Linked DNA regions of Drosophila melanogaster: region 1 is linked to region 2. The links are chromatin contacts, called in public Hi-C maps. All regions are on one chromosome and are shown on one strand. The core of a region is the stretch at or near the end of the contact, and the rest is flanking DNA. Distances in the headings are between cores, read along the strand shown.

What was found. Hi-C and Micro-C count contacts between places; a contact is called where the count stands out from the background.
Region 1: a contact with region 2 is called in a Hi-C map of the S2 cell line, with 2.3 times the contacts expected there. A contact is called at or near these places in 7 of 107 Hi-C or Micro-C datasets (the Clone 8 cell line, the Kc167 cell line, the OSC cell line and 2 more) and 2 of 7 datasets of targeted methods (the Kc167 cell line and the S2 cell line).

Annotation. Positions count from the first base shown.
Region 1 is chr3R:18,791,327-18,797,741 of dm6, forward strand. CG7720 reads right to left here and starts at 3,843. Exons shown (of 11, transcript NM_142496.4): 1 at 3,685-3,843; 2 at 725-794.
Region 2 is chr3R:18,742,062-18,748,177 of dm6, forward strand. It overlaps Mekk1 (Mekk1,), which reads right to left and starts at 1,533. Exons shown (of 7, transcript NM_169833.2): 1 at 940-1,533. The coding sequence starts at 1,175. It overlaps PGS1 (Phosphatidylglycerophosphate synthase 1), which reads right to left and starts at 3,980. Exons shown (of 2, transcript NM_142494.3): 1 at 2,668-3,980; 2 at 2,002-2,609. The coding sequence starts at 3,732. The coding sequence ends at 2,190. gwl (greatwall) reads left to right here and starts at 4,309. Exons shown (of 6, transcript NM_080121.4): 1 at 4,309-4,660; 2 at 5,176-6,009; 3 at 6,070-6,116. The coding sequence starts at 4,511.

The DNA of each region.
Region 1 (6,415 bases), core at 2,593-5,092, 52 kb after region 2:
CTTTTACAGGGTGTACGGTGGGGGGGCAAATGGACAAGAATGCGAGGGGGGGTACAGAAAAAAAGGGGAAAAAATAGTTAAAATGTAGATTTATGCAAATGGAACGCATAGCTCGCATCCTGTCCCATCTCGCATTCCCTGTATGCCAATGTGTTAGTAGCCCGCCAGGCGTTCCTTGGTCCTTCCTCCGCCCTGATCCGCCTGCTTCTCCCTGCTCCTTCCAGCTGCTCCTCCCTGCTGCTCCTCTCCTGCTTTTTTTCCGCACTGTCAGCCCAGTTTGCTTGCCAGCTCGCTGCCGGTTGTCTGTCTGTCTGGGTATTGAGTGTATTGCATTTAATATTTATTTGCTTTTATTTTCCCTTTTTACCCACTGCCGAGCACATTTTTCTTTTTTCCCTTTCCAGCTCGCGAAGGATGAGGAGGAATAGAGAACTCTTCTGCCGCCGTCAGGTGGAAGAGGAAAATTAAAAATGCAATTGCGATTAAAATTGCATGACAAACGCGCGTCGCGTTCGCAAAAAGTGTTGCCAAAGGGGGTTTGCATGTTTAGCGCCCACGAGTACCCACTACCAAGCTCGATAAATAGTTGCATCCACAATGGGGAGACTGCCCCAGTTATACATATGTATGTATGTATGTACATAGCCATCGATGGTGAATCACTTTTTCACCTGATTCATGGTCTTTAATCGAAACCCATCTAAGGAAATCAATTCACACTTACCCTTAGTCAAACGTGAAGAAAAGGTGTCACTAATTTTAGTTAGCACAAAATCCGTTGCGTCTCGTTGAGTCTTTGGTACGTCAGCGAATAAGAGAAGAAACAGTTTGATTTGTTAATTAGCGCGACATAAAAATACTTTTTAACTTTATTTGCCGAAGACAAAAATACGCATCAATCGTTGATTTCACCGCCACACAAAAATGTTTTATATCCGCAATCGTTGTAGCATTAAAATCCGTTCATATGCTGATCATTTTATATATGTATATGTATATATGCATTTATCTTTCTGTTTTTGCCACTCTTCCGATTTTCTGGCTATCTGCCCAGTTTCTCTTCAATAGAATTTAAATTTTGTGCCAATGGCCCCCACACGCGACACTCGGACATATCATTCCCCCGCCGATCTACTCTATACCCTATATCTTTGTATCATCCCAAGTGCATTAAGCGATAAACAAAGGAAAAGTGCAGAACAAGGAACAATGACTGCGAAAGCTAAAAACATGACAGTGACATAGGAAAGTGCATTTCAAGGCGAAACTTGTGAGGAGGGAGGCACAAAGAACAATTTCTATAAAACTTTAAAAAAATATTATAAAAATTCCTTCATCGCCAAAGAAACCGAATCTCGAAACGGAACTATGATAAGAAAACATTGGATTTTAAGAAATGCCGGGTTGCACGATAATATATGTACATTTTATTTTACTCAACAACTAATAATATAATTTAAAACGCACATGATATTGAGATATTTTGGCAGGGTGAAAAATCATAGCACGTGACTAGCTGATGACTTTGTTATTGTGTACCCAACAGACAAAAACTTAGGTGACGAAGGAATAAAAATTATCTGTATCTCTCATTAAGTAAATATTGTTGTTTCATTACTGAAGGGGCAATTGTATTTCGATTATGAATTTTTAAGTTAATTACTTTTTGAAAATATATCTTTAGAATTTATCTAATGAAATATATATAGTTCAAAAACGCACATGTTGCGTGGACCTAGAGATATTTATATTTATTTGTTGGCACAAAAACGAGGCGAAATTATAATCACGTGACTAGCAGCTGATTTTGTTATAGTAGCCAATAGGCAAAAACTGAGGTGACGAAGAAAGAAAAAAAATATTTTTGAATGTTTTTCAATACGAAAATGTGCTGATTTAGTAATCGTATTTTGATTTTGAATACACATGTTAATTACTTTTTCAATATACAACTTCACCATTTAAATAATGAAATATTTAGTTTTAACACAAAATGAGAGATTTATTTTTATCGGGTGTAGTATTTATTTGTTGGCTCAAAAACGAGGCGAAATCATAATCACGTGACTGGCTGATGATTTTGTTTAGCCGGCGTCAAACAATATGTTTTTTTTTTTTTAAAATCTTTTACTTTTTGTTTTGATTCCGGTTTACGCTTTCCGCTTTTCAGATTCAGTTGTCTCCTATTCGGCTGGCTTTTTTGTATTATTATTCGCCCAACATTCGTCACTCTTTCGCGCACTTGTCGTCTCGTCTGTCCCACGTCTGATGGGGGACTGAATGTCAAATGATTTGGCCGCCCAATGGTTATGCTGTATTTATAACAGCACTAATTAATTTTCACTCTTTTCGCCTTGCGGGGAGGGGGGGGGGGTCTGGTCCGAAAATGAAAATGGTATGGGAATGGAAATGGAAATAAAGTGAAAAGAAAATGAAATGAAATGAAAACGGTGATGCTGATGCGATTGTGATTGGGGGATAAGCCGGCCGAGCGACTACGAGCGACTAATATAATTTGCGGAAACTGTGACACAGCACACTGGGGACCAGGTAATTGCACCTGGCTATATGTAGGGCTCAAGCTCAAGGCCCCCGCACTCCCTGTCCCCATTGTCATCGGTTATTAATTTCCCAGATTCGCATTTATATGGTCTTTGTAGTGTGTAGTTGTATGGACGAACACGAACACGAACACTAATTTATTTGCCACCAGAGAATGGACCGGAATAAGTTGGACAGATCTTTTCGGTGATTTCGTTGATGCATTTACATAATCAAATATGAATATATGTATTTGTTGTAAAATATCCCCCTGGTCGAAATCTGTTTTCAATTAGTCAGAGTGAGGCGTTTTCGAGAGAACCTGTTCGTTCCACTGGCAGCTGACTACGAGTATTTAGCGCTTTATGTGGCATATTTGAAAAGTTTGTCTAAAAACCGTTTAGATTATATTTTGGTAGCTCGTTTGCATTGCTAATGAGCGAGCCCAGGGGTCCAGTCCAGAATTAATGGCCCCGACCATGTGAAAAGTTCGTAAATACAATATTTGGCGTTTCGTATTAATTTATCAAAATCCGAAAACTATAGGCCATAAAAAGCACACATCAAATCGGCCGTTTTATTGCCATTGTCAGGTTGGATATTCAATTTCTTCGAAAAGGAGGGGCATTTTCGCTGACCAACACCCAACCCCATCACCCCAGCTTGTTTGTTCAAATTTTCCGCTTAGTTTTGTCAGTTTGGTCGCGCAATTTTTCGAAATAAGAGGCATACGAAAATTTTCCATATCCCAAGTTCGGTGGGTGGCTGGTCGAATATTCGACCTTCGTTATCATATATTTCCGTCACGTCCGCACGAGTGACCCAAGGGCCATCGCGAGCCCAGAAAGGGTTATGTAAATGCCTCGATTTCGATTGAACTCTCGGTCAGCCGGATCGCGTGATTGCAAAGCCCCTGTGATAATGCCGAACTTGTTCAATCAATTTTCCATTTATCGCCTACACTTTTTCCACTACCTCGTTGTTTTCTCTCCCCACAATTATTTATATTGCATTGGGTGAATAAATTGTGTTTTTGTGGCACGCCGAGATGACAAGCAAATAATAATAATAATAATATTAAAAATAATAATTTCATTTGCGTTTTGCGACGGCGATAGTAGTTGGCTTCCGTTTTCTTCTTACTTTTTTTCTTCTGTTTTTGTTTTTCTCACAAATTCAAAACTCGGTTTCGGGTGCGATTTTGAAGTGGACTGAAGTGGATGTGGATTTTGAGTGCTGCACGGATCGATCGATTCGGAACTGCGAACTGCGTCTTGTGTCTGCGAGCGCCACGACGGGTTTGTTTTCATCTCCAGCTGCGCGGCTGCCTCTTGGGCGGCATTTATTTCTCCTCAGCGTGTTGGCTCGATCTTGTTCGTCGTCGCGGAAGGTTCGTAAAACGCCGCAGTCGACGGTGACGGCAGCGCAGCGTCAGCTGCTCTGCTGGGCGTACCGCCAGCGTTCCGCCGGCGTCAGCATCTCGCAGCCAAAGTCCCAATCGCATTGATTCCACTAAATCAGAAAGAGTCAAGAAGGAATGACTCAAGCTTGATAACCGACTGGGAAGTACCCAGGAATTGGGTGCACAGCTGATGATTATCACTTTTTGATCACTGCACAGATGTCCTTGGAAACATATGATCTATGGGGATTTCAAAAGCTACATTGAAATTTCTTAACTTTGCAAAAACCGGCAATATACTGAATAAATAGTATATTGATTGTTTACATTTGTTCATTGTGATGAGCCAAACTTAATTTTAATGTAATATATTTAGTAGCTTTAAAGTCTGAAGTTTTTATCTTCGTTCTTAATGGTATAAAGACATTATGTTCTTGCAGCAAAGAAGCCAAAATAAAACCATATACCCTCACCATCTACGATTACTGGGTATCAATACAACTTAAATGAACGAACATCTCTTGGCCGCACAGGCAAATATTGTGGGTTTGTTTACGCACTGGCTGCGGTGGCACAAAGCCGGTTTTAGCCATATTTTTTGGATACCCAACCCACAGCCCACAAGCCAACAAGACCGAACTCCAATCGATCCACTGACCAGTGGCCAAAGAAATGGATATACGGATTCTACACCACGCGGTGCAGCCAGAGTGCATTTGCCCCGTTTGGCTGGCAGCAAAATGAAAATACATATTCGAAATGCCAGTGCAAACATGGCAACGTAATGCGATATAATTAACACATGCAACGCTAAAACGTGGATAAACAAACAACAATTGTCGACACTGCCCTTTGCCCAATTACATGGGATGGCTGAAAAGTGGGGGGAGTGGCGCAATGAAGGGCTTTTCTGGCCCTTTTGAGGTGCGGGGAATTTCCTTTCCTATTGGCCCCAACCAGGAGTGACTCATATACCAGAGTCGAGCCGTTAATTATACGTCTAACAACGCGTTGGTTGTACTTCTTAACTACACATGTTTTGCACTCCCATTGCAACACGGATAAATGCTTTATTTTGGCGGCAGGTTCAAGGAGCAACTGCCATACATGCCACACTGAGAAAATCCGTACCTCTCTGTCACCAAAAAAAAAAGGTTCAGTTTATTTAAAGTGTATGATTCATAAGGAAGCTGTGTAAAAAATACATAGTAAGCTTGCTAAATATGTTTCTCCACTTTTGGTTAATTCTGGACCAATAAACTTAGCTTATAAGCATGGCAAACTTTCCTGCCAGTGTATTCACTATTAATCGCTTCGTTTGTCGCTCATACTGTTGGTTTTTGCGGCCAGTTGCATGTTGCCGACTTTGCAACTTGGTGGCCAACTTCCGGCAACAATTTCTACGCAGCCAAAGAAAAGTTTTTGCATTAAATGCGAAACAGTGTTAAATAATTTCAGCTATTTTACGATTATTTTTCTCGGCTTGGGCCTGAATTTCTAGTCCAGTCGGCGTTGGTAGACTGTCTGTCTGCTAGTGCTTGTGTGGGTAGCACGGCTAATCATCTCCAGCGGAAGTGCTGTCAACCTCCCACCAACAGCTCCAACAGCTCTTATAGCTCCTCCATCTCATCCTTTCTATCTGGGAATAGCGCTTACTTTATGACCGCTAAGCAGGGCGGTGGTCGTCTGTTTGGCGGTTGGCTTGGTTGTGCCAGTGAATTAGCACAAACCGCATGTTAGATTCGTTGATAACATGCCACCAACGCCCATCCTTGGTCCGCCCACATCGCAACACCACCATAACACCGCCCACATAAGACCACCCACCCACATAGACATGTACAAGTTGATGTCCTGTGGGTGTGGGCGCGTGTCCTTAGCCATGCAGTTAGAGGCTGTCAAGTTGCGAATTTTATGCGAAATGTTTAGTAATTAGTTGCATCCGCAAGGGGAAATTACTTAGCACAGCCAACCGCAAAAGTCCCATCCCTCCATTTGCCACTACACCCCCCCCCCCCTACTACCTTCGCCAGCAACCGTTTTGCTCGGCTTGTTGCGAAAGTTCAAGCGTTGGCAAAATGTTGACAGCTTCAAGAAATACACATTAAGGGTAGCTGGCTTACATATTCTGTGCAGTGAAAAAAATTACACGTATAAATCATGAATTGCAGATGAATCAGATCAATTAGCAATGATTGTTTAACCTTAGATTGATTGATTTAATTTGTTAAATGTAATTTAATTCGAGTAGAAATTAATTTTTTTTTAATCAATCCTTTGCAAGCCTAAAACTATTGGAACTAGCTTTACGAGTCCTATTTCATTTTGATTTCATTTTGAACATATTTAATTGCTCTGTGAACGTATTTAGACGTCTTTCCGTATCACGCATACGACTCGTTGCCCGACTGAGCCAGCGCGCTCATTACTCATACGCAACGTGCAACGGGACTCCTGTTGGTGCCAGGCGTT
Region 2 (6,116 bases), core at 283-2,782:
TCCCATAAAAATCAAATCAAAAAAATGAAGTGTATTATGAATAAGCCCCTGCGCATAAGACACAAAAAAAAAAAACAGCGGAAAACGTATCCGTAATTCTCTCAAGGTGAGCGTGTGTATGTGTTATCAGTCCACCGTCAGCGTTATCAGCAAATATCTTGGAAGACTTGAGGCGGCCCCACACAAAAATATGACTATGATAAATGCCGAAATACTACGAAAAACGACGCAGAGCGAATATAACATGCATTATAAAGAAACTTAGTTTTTGTAATGTAATACCTAGCAATTATTGCTTTTTTATTTGAACACATTAAAATCAGTTTAAAATATTTATGAAGGGTGCTCTCTTGTAAGTGAGAAAACTTGTTGATCACTGAAAACAATCGTTACTGTTACATAAAGGAGCGTTTAGACTTCAAGATTTGGTTTCAATCTCAATCTACTAAAATTTCCACAAAAATTTCTAAATATATTACGTGTTCGACGAGTATGCGTTACACAAATGTGATCCAATTTTTGCAGTGCACCTGTGCAGAATTTTAATTGCGCTGCACACAAAGTGTTTAATTTCAGGCAGAATTCGCAATTTGTTGCTGTTCATTTTTTGTGCCTGTCTTGCAGTTCGCTAAATTCTGGGGTTCGTTGAGCCACCCAGGCCAACAACAAGATAACGTGGTCAAAAAACACGTTGTTTACGTTTAAACAATTAAAACTGGTGAAATGCACAGCGAGAGAGAAGAAATGCGAGAGCGAATGAGAGGGAAACCCCGCAAATATGGCTTTGAGAGCAGAGCCGCGACAGAGATATGTTAAAAGAGGGGGAGAGGAAATGGGAAAGAGAGCGCTTGTTAGTTACGTGCCAATGCAGACTTTCTTGTTTCTGTTTGTGTTGGGAAAAGCCCAGCAATTCGAAAACCGCTGGTGTGCTCTGCTCACCTTGCAACATCCTCCTCGACGCTCTGCTCGCGTCGTAATCGTATGGGCGGAATGGGCGGGATGGGTGGTGTGGGTGGCGTTTCAGCTGTAACGGTACTATGATGCCCATTGCCATTCTCCTCCTCCCTTGCCACCTGCTCCTCTGCATTTGTTGTTGCTGCCGGTGTCTTTTGCAAACGCAAACTCTGCTGCAGCGCCAGATAATCAATTGTTCGCACTCTTCGCCTGTTTGACATTTTTGCAAAACTCTGTTTTTTCTGCTTTTGTTATATTCTTGGAATTTGCTGCTCACACGCACACATGCTCAGCCAGCCGCCAGTGCACAAACACTATCGCAATCCAGCACCAACACACACTTGCACTTTAGTAAGCACGCGCCGCGTTTTTATTTTTCTTTTTGTTTTGCCTTTGGCGATAATCAGATTTATTTTAATTTAACTTTCACGGCGAGCAAACACATAACGTTTAACGCGCTCCCGAACTTGGCACGCAGGTAAGCACTTTGTCGTACGTCTTACCGGGCCAAAAAAAGCAGCTAACTAAAGTCTTCGAGCCACTCAAGTCGCCCGGCGTTTTTGAAGAGTGAAAAAAGAGAGAGCTTTAGAGGTGGCAAAGAAGCGATAATCAAACTGGGACTTTTCGTTCAACAATTGGTTAAAAGCTTAAACTTAGCAGAGTATTTCGAAGAGTTAAATTTTTGCTTAGACTTTGCTCTTAAATTTCTTTTAACAAAATTGGTAAACACATTGAGGACATCTGAAAATAATAATTAAACAAATTGCAACTTTTTTCAACAAAGTTCGAAATACATTCTTGAAAATAGCTAAAAACATTGGTCTATCCGATTATTTCTGCCTCTCCAAAGCGGTAAACCATCGTTAGGCGTCCATCACTATTCACAGATGGGCGGGATATTTAATTTTGAACGCATGATTATTATCAGCACCAAAAATTATTAAAACTAAATGAAAGTACATATAGATAGTACAAATATTTATAACATATGCACTTGATTCTAAAATGATGATCCCCCTGGTGATTAGAACACAGCGTGGTATTTTTCCTTCTGCATGCCCTCGATTCTCTTTATTATTTAACAAACTTTAGCGTGTGTACAAAATCAACAATTACCAGCAATAGAAACACTTGCCCAGGGCAAAGATTAAACACGAATTATAAAACTAAATTAACTACCTGGGATATGGGGCTTAACAAAGAACGAAAAAAATTAAACTACTATATCGAAGAGCCTAGAAGAAATTCCTGAATATGCGAACGACGGCCTGGACCCATCGCGGAACGGGTCGTTGGACGATTTCCCGCTCCGCCGTCTGTGACAGATCGTACAGCCGGTCAGCTTCCGCCTGCAGCCGCTGGCTTAGATCCTTATTAGCCGTCACAAGGCACACCTGTGTCTCCAGATCGCGGTTCACCGATCGCTCGCCAAAGTTCGAAGAGCCGATCAGCGTGAGGTTTGGCAGTATTGCCTCTGGCAGGTAGTACCACAGTCCTTTAGCATGGTACGTCCAGCCGGGCTTTTCGTACTCGAAGAAGTTAACGCGGTGGTTTTGCTTCCGGCGGACCAGGCTCTCGTAGAAACTCTTGGCTATCAGTGTGTAGGCAGCCGGAATTCCGCCCGCTGGTCCTTTGGCACCCTGAAAGCCGTTTGCCTGGAAAATGAATTAAATCGGGTTACTATTGGTCAACTAATTACTGATAGCCACTCACATTTGGATGAGCCATCAGTATGCTGCATTGGGCCAGGCACTTGTGCGTGAGCGTGTCCATGTACTCCTGCGTCAGGTTGAAGTACCCGGTGGCCAGTTTCAGCCGTGATCCAGACAAGCAGTTGGAGAGCAGCCGCTTGGTCACCACGCTGTCGTGATGAATGCCGATCTGGCCCATCTCAAGCAGCGGAAAAATCCATGTGTCTGCCTGCGGATTCTGCTCTTTAGTTCGCGCCTGCCGCTGAAACGTCTCCTGCACTAAATCGGAAATACGTTTACGGGCAAGCTGGATAAACTGCTCCTTGGTGCCCTCGTACGGCAGTATTCGCCAGTTGCGGTGCAGTCCCTCGCTGGCATCTGGCGCCACTGCCAAACTAAACTCTTGAACGCGTTCGATGAACTGCGCATAGAAATCCGCCAACGGTTTGTCCTCAATGAGTATGTATCGATCCTGCCGGTTGGTGAAGTAGTCATTGGACAGATTGGCGCCTGATATGATCACGGCATCGTCGAACAGGTAGACCTTCATGTGCTGTAGTCCGAGAAGCTCATTCCACCGTGGCGGTGCTAGTCGCTTTGTCATCCCGCGCAGATCAGGCGTATGGTACAGGGATAGCTGCACCTGGCTCGCAAAGTCGCGGACCAGGGGTAGCAACATGGTCTTGGAGTTGAGGGTTCCCCGCGTGCCGCGTGTAAAGTCCAACAGCACGTTGAGCCTCAGGGCAGACTGTTGCTCCAGGCTGTGACGCAACGTCTGAACCATTGCGTTCTCCAGTTGCCCAGTGCCCAGGTACAAACTGGCCAGCACTATACGGCGTTTGGCCTGACCGATTCGTTGCACCAGCGTTTCGTAGAAGTGCTTTGGCTCGTGGATGACCTGAATTTGATCGCCTCGCAGCGGGAAGCACGGCGCTAGGTTGTGTAACCAACTTAGGCTCTCCAGTGCGGGTGCTCCAGGGAATCCGGTGGCCAGGACACTGGGCGCCTGCTGCAAGCAGCCCAGAAAATCGCCCTGAGCAGCCGGAGAGAGCTCCTGGCTGAAAAGGCGGCGAAGGTATGGCATCATCTTGGCGGGGATTTCTCTGACGGATTGGCAAGCGGATCCTCACTCTGGGCGGCTGCTATTTGATGACAGGGTATGGCGCATTGCTCACTGTCTGTTTGGCTGTATCCGGAACACACTTTCATTCATGGAGTGCTGTTTTATCACAAAAAAAACTTCGAATTTCAGCACGTAAATAAATTCCAGGTGGAACGCAAGTGTTGCAAAGCGAGCTGGGATTCGATAACAATTTATAGCTATCGGGAATTATCGACTGTTCATAATGGTGATGGTGATATGGTGATCCTGCTATGTGTTTCTTAAAAAAAAATAATATTTAAATCAAATTAATAAAAGCCTAACCATTTATCAATAGTTACTAACTGTTACATTTTTAACATTTTTGTGTATATCTACTTTTATATATATGCATAAAGAAATATTTGAATAAATTTACTTGAAATATTCAACCGGTATCTTACTAATATGCATTTCTTTTTGGTAATATTTAATTTTAGTTTAAAAAATCGTTTAATTTTAAACTGCAATAACATCGATGTTGTCAAATTTCTAGAAACATCGATAATACTAAGAATCGAATTAGTTTCACCTCTAGTTCAGGTCATAGAAAATAGACGCGCTGTTTTAAATGTGTGTTTGAAATAAAAATTGTGCAATAAACAAGCTAATAGCATTCAGGTCTATATCGAATTCTATACATTGTATATCTCTGTACGATAATTGTATATATTGTGCGAAACCGCGAGAAAATCGCACTCTGACCGTCGGAAACCTGGAAGATATGGAAAACGCCGATGCGACTTCGCAATCGGATGTCCACATCGACTACAAAACCCCCAAGAAGACCCACTCGCTGATCGACAGTGAGCAGTTGCTGGACAAGATCAACATCCTTACCACCAAGCCGGAGAATCACTCCCAGAATGCCAAGGTACGCGGAGGAATCGCAAACTGGCGATTACCACACGTGGGTGGTTTACAGTTAGCCACGGTTGCTAATCAAGAAAATTTGAAATGCCTCTAAACACAGTGTTTATGTAAATTGATTAAAAAAGGGCAGTACATGTTCAAGAATTAATGAAAAGGTTATGTTTATGTATTATAGGAAAAACGAAAAACATATGTACGTTCAAATGTGATGTTATATAGGATTTCCATTTCAAAAACATTTTTACAGTTCTATTTATCTTCTGTTTTTTTTACATAGCTCCTTTCTTCATTTCCTTTTACTGGCTATTGATGTACATATATCTTCTTTTATCCAATTATATATATACACATATGCTTTTTTAAGATTTTTTATTTTTTATATCTAGAACTGAAGTTTTTCTATGTCTAACTTTAGCTATATTATTTTCCTTTGTTCTGCCTTGGGCTATAAGAATTACCACCACCACTTAGGTCACTTTATTATATAGTAATGGATACATTCGCTTTCTTATACAGCTTCCCACTATCAAGGATTTTGTCATCATTAAGCCAATCAGCCGCGGCGCCTTTGGAAAAGTCTTCCTGGGCTACAAGAACAACGACTCGAAGCGGCTGTTCGCCATCAAGGTGATGCGCAAGTCAGAGATGATCAACAAGAACATGGTGTCCCAGGTAATCACGGAGCGGAATGCCCTGGCCCTCTCCCGCTCTCAGTTCTGTGTCAGTCTCTTCTACTCCCTGCAATCGCTCTCCTACGTCTACCTGGTGATGGAGTACATGGTGGGCGGGGATCTCAAGTCACTGCTGGCCATGTTTGGGTATTTTGACGAGCCCACGGCCCGGTTCTACGTGGCCGAGATGGTGATGGCGCTGCAGTATCTGCATCAGCACGGAATTGTCCACAGAGATATTAAACCGGACAACATGTTGCTCTCCTCCAGTGGCCATGTGAAGCTTACTGATTTTGGGTTGAGCAAAATCGATATGCGAAGAGATCTGGAAATATCAGACCTTATAAACTGCTCACCGAATTTAAACGCCCGCACGCCGGGCCAGCTTTTGTCGCTTACTTCGCACCTGTCTTTTGGGTCAGAGAAGAAACTGAATGACTTCGGTTCTGTTTCAAGTGGACAAAACAACGGAATGGGCTCGGTGGCCACGGGGACATCCCACTTGCTGCAGGCCATCAACAAGCATAGTCTGATAATGGAGCTGTCGGATAGCGAGGGCGACACCTCGCTCAATGATGCAGAGAAGACGAGCGATAGCAAGATATCTGGTGTTTCCCCCTTCTTTTCTGCCGAGGAGGCCAATGAATCCATTACTCATACCTGCACTACAAACGTAAATGTGGGTAAACATATTGCAATTAAAATGGATTTATTCATCTATCATTCTCCGAATCTTCAGCCCCAGGATAGCAGCTCGTCTTGTTCGTTCCACACTTGTAACTCGGC